Regions from separate parts of the Mus musculus genome. Here region 2 is linked to region 1. A link is a contact called in public HiChIP or PLAC-seq data. All regions are on one chromosome and are shown on one strand. Each heading gives the region's core, a stretch centred on a gene start, on an enhancer-like site or on the middle of the called end of the contact. The rest is flanking DNA. Distances are from core to core; before and after follow the strand shown.

The links. HiChIP or PLAC-seq counts read pairs in DNA pulled down with a chosen protein or histone mark.
Region 2: an H3K4me3 HiChIP or PLAC-seq map of embryonic stem cells shows a contact between it and region 1, with 24 read pairs. The contact joins the promoter of Lin28a here to the enhancer-like site in region 1. A contact is called at or near these places in 8 of 484 Hi-C or Micro-C datasets (the G1E-ER4 cell line, embryonic fibroblasts, embryonic stem cells and 1 more), 5 of 115 datasets of contacts at active chromatin or transcription factors (effector CD8 T cells, embryonic stem cells, extraembryonic endoderm stem cells and 1 more) and 2 of 9 other capture datasets (adipose tissue and liver).

The regions. Positions count from the first base shown.
Region 1 is chr4:133,908,382-133,912,622 of GRCm38.p6, forward strand. No RefSeq gene overlaps it. Among named protein-coding and RNA genes, the nearest start is that of Rps6ka1, 23 kb to the left of the region's middle. Within about 2 kb of position 2,395, at least 347 of the 459 cell types and tissues checked have an H3K27ac peak or open chromatin away from gene starts, as enhancers often do. A contact at or near this core is called in adipose tissue, effector CD8 T cells, embryonic fibroblasts and 4 more, where this site is marked.
Region 2 is chr4:134,017,003-134,021,264 of GRCm38.p6, forward strand. It overlaps Lin28a (lin-28 homolog A (C. elegans)), which reads right to left and starts at 1,814. Exons shown (of 4, transcript NM_145833.1): 1 at 1,709-1,814; 2 at 1,051-1,247. The coding sequence starts at 1,739.

The DNA of each region.
Region 1 (4,241 bases), core at 1,145-3,644:
CCACTGCATGAATTACTTAGCATTAACCAATCCATCCAGTATAGTTTACAGAATAAACTTGTATTCTCGGTACTTGGGAGGCTGAGGCAGGAGGATTGCTCGAAGTTCAGGGCCAGGTTGGGCTACATTGTCAGTTCCAGGTTTAATTTGGGTCACACAGACTATGCCTCAACATAATAAGACAATATCAGCTGGTCCAGGGTGGTGGCAAACACGTTTCACACAAACCAGCACTAGGGAGTCAGAGGATATTTGTGAGTTCGAGGCCAGCCTGGTCTAAAGAGGGAGTTCCAGGCCAACCAGGGCTACACAGAGAGACCCTATCAACCAAACCAGAACCAAATAAGCAAGCCAATGCAGGCTGGAGGAGAGCAAGTAACCAAGGAGACTTAATCTTGATGACTTTCTTGGTTCTTACCAATATTCCCTCTAAAACTGTTGACAGTGATCACGTAGTTCTGTTATATTGTTATAAGCACAGGCCCAAACTAAGAGTTCATTACTGGTGGACTAACTGAATTGTAAATGTTCATTTTCTGGAAATACCGACTCTTTAAATAACAATCCTATCTATTATGTATTGACACAAACACAGGACAGTATAGATTGAGTCAACCATAGGCATGTGACCTCTTCTTATTTATATATGTAGGATCTCTCAAGCCGGTAAACACAAAAATACTGTGTGTGAAAAAAAAAAGTAAAAGGATGAGGACTTTTAGTTCTACAAGGCAGTTCATGTCTTTAATCCTAATGCTCGGAGAAAGAGGCAGGCGAATCTGAGTTCAAGGCTAGCCTGGTCTACACAGTGAGAAATCCCGTCTCAAAACAAAACAAAACCTGAAAGTTCTCTCTCTTTTTTTTTCAAATTTTTTATTAGATATTTTCTTCATTTACATTTCAAATGCTATCCTAAAAGTCCCTATACCCCCACCCCCGGCCCTGCTCCCCTACCCACCCACTCCCACTTCTTGGCCCTGGCGTTCCCCTGTACTGGGGCATATAAAGTTTGCAAGACCAAGGGGCCTCTCTTCCCAATGGTGGCCAACTAGGCCATCTTCTGCTACATATGCAGCTAGAGACACGAGCTCTGGGGGTACTGGTTAGTTCATATTGTTGTTCTACCTATAGGGTTGCAGACCCCTTCAGCTCCTTGGGTACTTTCTCTAGCTCCTCCATTGGGGGCCCTGTGTTCCATCCTATAGATGACTGTGAGCATCCACTTCTGTATTTGCCAGGCACTGGCATAGCCTCACTTTTTTTTTTTTTAAGGCATGATTTCTCTGAGTGCTCTGTAGACCAGGCTGGCTTCAACCTCAGAGATCTGCTTGCCTCTGCCTCCCAAGTCCTGAGATTAAAGTCCTGTGTCACTATGGCCGGCTTAAATTGGTTTTTGTAAGGTTAATTTTTAAAAAGATTTATGAATTAGAATTACATTTTAAATGTTTTAACTTTCGCTGTGCCAGGGCCTCATATTAAAAGGGGGGGGGAGGAAGGGAGGGAGGGAGAGAGAGAGAGAGAGAGAGAGAGAGAGAGAGAGAGAGAGAGAGAGAGAGAGAGAGAGAGAGAACGAGCGAGCAGGCAGGGTTTATTGGTACGTCCAGTCTATGCTGAACCCCAGAAAACAGAAAGAAAATGCATCTCCCTCCTATCCCTGGTGCACTTCAGTTAACAATAGCATTCAGTGTTAAGTTGCTGAGGCTGTCCCCCAGCCCTCCCTGTAAGGGAAACTGCTGGAGTCACAAACGGACTCGGGAGAACTCACCTCTATCTGTCTAGCTTGCTTGTTTTAGGTTTTGGATGCTTGTTCGGTTTTGTTTGTTTTAGTTCTTTAACACAGGGTCTCACTTTGTATTCAAAAAGCCAGGAACTCACTATGTAGCCAGGGCTGGGCTCCAAGACCTTCCCGCCCCAGGAATGACAGGCATGAGCCACCATGCCTGGCAACCTAATCTTGTTGAAACTGAAGATGAAGCGCTCATGAGCCTCTCTGTTTGGCTGGGTTCTGAGAAGGGCATATCCTGCTGTGAGTGGCGGGAGGGTGCCGCCAAGTGACAAGCCTGGGCAATGGCTGGAATGTTAAAGCGTGGATGACACACCAAGGACCTCCGACTAACTCTATAAACCAAGGACCTAGATCTAGTCCCAGACTGGGCCCCAGGACTGTCCTGTATGTCCTCCCCCAAGCCGCGTTCCGACACATGGCACGACTGGAGCCCATTTCCGAGATACCCTAGGGCCAGCATCGAGCACCCAAACCCACCAAGCCACGTGGTGCCCTGTAAATCAGCCCCGTGCTCGCTTGGCTTCCGCGTGGCTACTGCTCCCATCACCCCGCGCGCTCCCCAGATTATGACCCCGCCCCTGAGGGGGCGTTCCAACCTGAAGCCCCGCCCACACACGTGCGTGCGCGTGCTCCCTGGGCCTCCTGGGACTGGCGATAGCCAAAGCTGGTCCCTGGGAAGCTTGGGTCTGGTGTCGGCCTCGGTGAGGGCTGTGATGGTCGGGTCAGAGCCGTACATGAGCTGGGCGGTCCTGGGAGAGGCTGTCGTGTGTCGTGGACGACGTCAGATCAGACGCTTGGAGGGGAGCCTGTGGGAGCTTCCAGTTTCGGGCCCAGAGGACCCAGTGCGGTCACTGGCTCCCACGCACGCGCGGAGCTCAGCTCTGCGTCGCCCCCGTGCGGACAGAGGAAGCAGTGCCTGCCTGGCACCCGAGGACTCCTCTGGGCTGCATGCGACCCAGGCACGCGTGGCCACCTAGGCGATCTACTCTCCAGACACCGCCCCCTTCCGTTGATGGACCGGAGGACGGTCTGATGTTGTCATGGCGACGGCTGACCAGTGATTTCCTCTAGCTACTGTGAATCTTACTCTGGACAGAGAGAGCACTGGAGTACGGTTACCCAGCCTCCTTGCTGTGTCCTCAGTCAGTAATCTAAATAGATGAGAATTGATCCCTCCCTAAAGCAGCAAGGCCTTGAACAACAAAGCAACCTTTCCTAAAAGCCTGCTTACCTAGTGAAATCAAAGATCAGTGATAATAAAAGTATTCTTATTCCCAGTTCCTGAAAGTGGGTAATATTTGGACCAGCGAGATGGATCAGTGAATAAAGCGTTTGCTGTGCAAATCTTAGGCCCTGAGTTTGATCCCCAGAGTCCATGCAGATGTAGAAGGAGAAAAATAAGACTCCAGAAAATTGTTGTCTGACCCTCATTTGCATGTAGCTGCATCTCCAATCCCGATAAAAATAAATGGAACAAAAAAATTAAGTTGATAAAATTTAATGAGGCTGATTAAGCTGGGTTCTTACAGAGTACCTTTGTATACATGGTAACTGCGTTCCTTACCAAATTAAGGAGTAGACACTCTTATGTAAGAAGGAAGTTTAGATTCAGAGAAATAACTTGTCCAAAGTTATACTGCGGATGTAGCTCAGTGGTAGAGCACTTACCCAGTGTGTGTGAAACTCTGTTTTCAGTCCTTGGTACAGCAAAGTCAAATACAATGGTAGGCTAAGTTCGTTGTAGTTGTTGTTGTTGCAGACAAGCTCCTATTTAGCCCAGGTTGGCCTTGCAGGCATAGCTGATCTTCAACTTCTGATTATTCTGTTTCTATTCCTCCACCCAAGTGTTTTGCACGGTGTGTGCCACCATGCCCAGTTTGAGTCAGTGCAAGGGATCAAACCCAGGGCTTCATGCATGCTAGATAACACTATCAACTGACCTGCATTCCAGCTTATATCCAGTTCTTTCTTTTAATAAACAATAGCATCATCCTGTTTCCTGCTACCCAGGGGACTTCCACGAATTTCCACGGGTGGAGTTTTCCAGAACTGCCACGTGCAGGATCAGGTTGTTCTTAGCAGACACACATTGCTTTCTATTGGGATTTGTGGTGGTTTGAAAGAAATAGGCTTATAGGGAGGTGTGGCCTTTGTTGGCTTTTAATCCCTATGCCAGTGTGCTGAGGGGTGAATGCTGAAGGATGTGTGGATCATTTAGAAAGAACATTCTAGGGCTAGAGAGATGGTTCAGTGGTTAAGAGCACTGACTGCTCTTCCAGAGGTCCTAAGTTCAAATCCCAGCAACCACATGGTGGCTCACAACTATCTGTAACAGGACCTGATGCCCTGTTCTGGTATGTCTGAAGACACCTATAGTGTACTCATACACATAAGATAAATAAGTAAATCTTTAAAAAGACCATTCTAAACAAGAGAGAGAATTGCACACATAAAG
Region 2 (4,262 bases), core at 564-3,063, 110 kb after region 1:
TCTTTCCTGGCCCAGCCTTAACCCACCAAATGTGGAAAAGGGCAGGAGCAGTAACTTCCTTTCCAGCGTGGAATGGTACCACTCCCCCACACACACACCCCGCCCCCGGTAGGATATTAAGAAAGGGAATGGCCGGGAAGAGGGAAACCTGAAGGCTCTACTCTCTTCCTTGTTTAGGGTTAGGAATGTTAGGGACAGCAATCAATGGCTGTCTGGGGCCATAAATGCCAAGCTGAGGAGAATAGGGCCAGAGGCCAGTCTTCCTCTACCGCCTGCCCCCTCGACACTGAATTTCACTCCCTACTGTGTAGCCCTTCTTTAACTGCGAACTTGGGATTGCCACGGCCAAGGAATGAAGGCCTGGGATCTTAAGGTCTTCCTTCCTGGCAGAACCGGGTGGACAGCTAGAGGTGCCTGCCAGCCCTGATCTGTAGCCAGACCTCTAGGGGAGCTTTTCAGCTCACACGTTGATCCTTCCGGGACCTGCCAAACCTACACTGGCTACAGGACCTGGCTTTGGGTGGCCACCTGACTTGAGGTCTGCATTGAAACGGGAAGAACCTGACGTCGCAGGTTCACGCCCGTAGGTTGGGTAGCAAATGGCTCACACTCTCTCCTCCCTATGAATTAGACTCAGACCTTTAGAACTCAGGGCGCTAACGCCCGGCTCAGGCCCTGCATGTGCTTCCCTGGTCGGCCTGCTGGCCCTCCCCCACCGGCAAGCACAATACAACCTTAGTTTCTGCCACATGGGGTCACCTCCCTGCCCCCTGCTCCCTTCCCAGGGGAAAGAGGTAATAGACACGTGGTAAGCCGGAGGGGTTCCCGGAAGGGGGCGGGGAGGGGGTGCTGGTAGTCAGCAGTGCCTCCTCGCACAACTGCAGTTACTACAAACTCAAAACTGGGGTGTCCCGAAAAATATGGGGACGCACAATGAGGGGTATTTATCTCCTCCAATCCGACAGGAGGGGCCACCAGCCAAGGCCGTACCTCGGAACTCCCAGCCTTTTTCTTTTTTTTCCCCTAGCAAAGTTCCAGAATGAGTCTCACCTGGTGCACAAAGACGTCCACCGGGGGGTCGAGCGCGACCCCAGCGCGGGCGGTCATAGACAGGAAGCCGAACCCCATGCGCACGTTGAACCACTTACAGATGCCGGCCCCGTGCAGCAGCTGCGGCTCGTCTGCCGCTCGGGCCGCGTCAGGCGGCGCCTCCTCTGGCGCCTTCTCCGCTGCCTTGGCGCAGCCACCTGGAGATAGGGAGGGCCAGGTGATCAGCTGGGGGCCAAGGGATCGCAGGCCCTCTCAGGGACCCGTCTGGGAGATCTCGGTGGTCAGCCCGCGGATAGACACCCAGGAGGAGGCAGCTACCAAGCAGCTGGTAAGAAGAAACCTGTCCTGGCTGCCTCCCCAAGCTTACACAGAGGATGCTGACGCCCCAAAAGTTTTGCTTGTCTTCCCACAACAAGTTGCCCGTGCACACGCGGAGGGACAGGCCCCTCCTCTTCTCTCCCTCCGCCCCCACGGGCTCGGTGTACAAGCCACTGGAACACCAGGGTTCCCTAGTCCAGAGATGGCCCCCAGAAGCAGGAGGCCATAGGGACTTGGGGGTCCCGCGGACAAGTCCGTGGGACACTTTCCCACCTCCCTTCTATTTAGACATTGGGCTCCCTGCACCCTAAGGTGTGCCCGCTGAATCGCAAGCTCGAACCTGCAAACTGCTGGTTGGACACCGAGCCCATGGTCGTCTGCTGAGCCCGTGGCCCCGGGCCCCAGGTCGGGCGGCTGCTGGCCCCAGAGAAGTCCGGAGGCAAAGGGGTGGTTCGGAGAAGAGGCTGCTACATCTTCCCCCGCACAATAGCGGTGGGAGGGCCCACGGCTTTTCAAAGGCTCCCAAATTCTAAAAGACAATGACCCAACCCCCCGCGGGCAGCCCCCTCCCCTCCCCTCTCTCCTTACCCCTCCCTTTCCCTCTGGCTCTGGCTTCGGCCCTCCCCCACTGCTCTGGTCTCTGACACCTCTGGGGTGTCCCTTCCCAGAACCTTGAGATTTGACACCCCCTCCACATACACACATCTGGAGATGGGGATCTTTTGCACTGGAAGTCTTCAGTACCCCAGAATTTGGGATCCTGCACTTTGAGGACTCAATGCGGGCATCCAAAGCGGACACAGGTGGGGGGGAACGGGGGGGGGGTAGTTTTATAACCACGTGACCACACACACACACACACACACACACACACACACACACACACACACACACACACACCACCCCCACCCCCCGGGCAGATAATTATACATTCCAGAGAGTTGGGGGAGGGAGGTGTGAGCCTGGTGGCGCTGTCCAATCAGAAACACAAACCACCTGTCAAGGGAGAAATGGATGAGCCCTCCCCCTCCCCCAGCCCCTCAGCGCCCCTCCCCCTCTTTCCCCTCAGGCCTCAGAGCTGACCCGGCTGCTTGGCGCTGACCTGCTCTCACCCCCCACCTCCGTGTGCTTAGATAGACCTGGAGTTCTGGACATTAGGAAGCCGGGATAGGGGTGCAAGGAAGCGGCTGGAGACCCCACCGAGCTGATCTGTCTTAACCTAGGTGCTGCCTCTCAAACTCGGCCTGTCTCTGGGTGCTACTGGATGCCTCAATCTCCAAATTTCAACAACAGTTTCTCTGGGTTTGTCCCAGTGAGAAACAAGCTCCTAGTTGATTCTGTGCAAAGAGTCCTTCGCTCCCTCCTAAGCCTACACCTAAAGTTGCTTCCAGGTACAGCTCCCTGAGAGAGCATGTGGAAACCTCGAAGAATGCCCTCTGTGGTAGCTGTGTTCTCATCGGGCCCCTGCCTGCCGCGTCCCGTCCTGTCCCATCCGTTGGTGGAAGAGAATAGATTGGTGGGTGGAGGCACTTCCTCCAAGACCCGGGACACTCTAATTCCCAGACCCTCCTGTTCTCAGTCACCATCCTAAATTGAGCTACCCTTCGGGTAGTATGACTGGTGAAAAGACTGGATAGAGAGAGGCTTCTCATTTAAAGAGGTAAACTCCCTACTAGAAGATAAAGAGGGTGGACCAGAGGGGTGGCCACTGCCCTGGTCAGAGATGGACAATGGCCCGGGGCTCAGTGCACGGCCCTGGCCCTGCCCCTTCACTTCCGGTGCTCAGTTCAAACTGGACAATGCCAGCTCCGGTCAGTTCCCCTCCCCCACAGCTACAACCCATTTAAAGGGACAGAGCCTGCTTTCAGGGGCATCAGCTTATCCTGAATTCAGTCTTCTCCACAAGTGTGTAGAATCTCTTGTGGTTCACACGCTGCAGTTGTGCATACATACATACATGCACGCTCATAAGCAAGTGCGTATCTAAGACAGAAAAAAGATGATGGTGTAGAGAAATGGACGATGGAATAGGAGATGACTGTGAGGAATACTGTTGTTCTCTTTTCTACGAATGTTTGCATGCGCATAAAAAGTATGAGATAGGACTTTGAGGGATGAAAAAGACTATGGCAAGCCTTGTGCTACTAAGCTGTAATTTTTAAGTATCATTAAGAGTGTCCTATTCCCAGCTAGGGACTGTTAGATCTTTTTGGAGTTGTCCGAGTGTATCAACCAAAGTCATTTTATTTATACAACCCGCTCCCGTTAACAATATCTGTTCCTTATACAGTTGCTCTTGAGGTTCATACGTTGGTGGTTGAGGTCTTCTGAAGGGAAGAAGAAAGACGAGGTGAACGTCCAGGCTTCTCTTGGTCAGCCTCCAACAAGGTTGGGTTTCCCCCGCAGGCATGCAGGCATGATCACTTGCTCTGTCCAGGGTGCTGAGAGCGCCCGTAGCTCTGTCCCTGGTGCTGAAACATCAATACTTTCCTGCTTTGCATCTTTCCTGCGTTCTTAGGTCCAAGTTCTTAAAAAAAAAAAAAAAAAAAAAAAAAGCCTGATTCTCCTCCGAAGTCTCCTGACACACATGAGACAAATAGACATTTTATTATTGCTTTTGATTAAGACAAGGCGTTGCTTCATGGCACATGCTGGCCTTAATCGCACTGTAGTCTTCTGCCTCTGCCTCCTTGGAACTGAAATTACAGGTGCCTATTACATTGCTTGCCTTAATCTTTCTCTTTTTTTTTAAATTAAATTAAATTTGTATTAATTTGTATGTGGTTTTGTATGTCATATGTGTACAGCTGCCCCCAGAAGCTGGATCCCCTGTAACTGAAGTGTTGTAAGGTTGTAAGCCATCAAATTGGGGTTCTGGGAACCAAACTTAAATC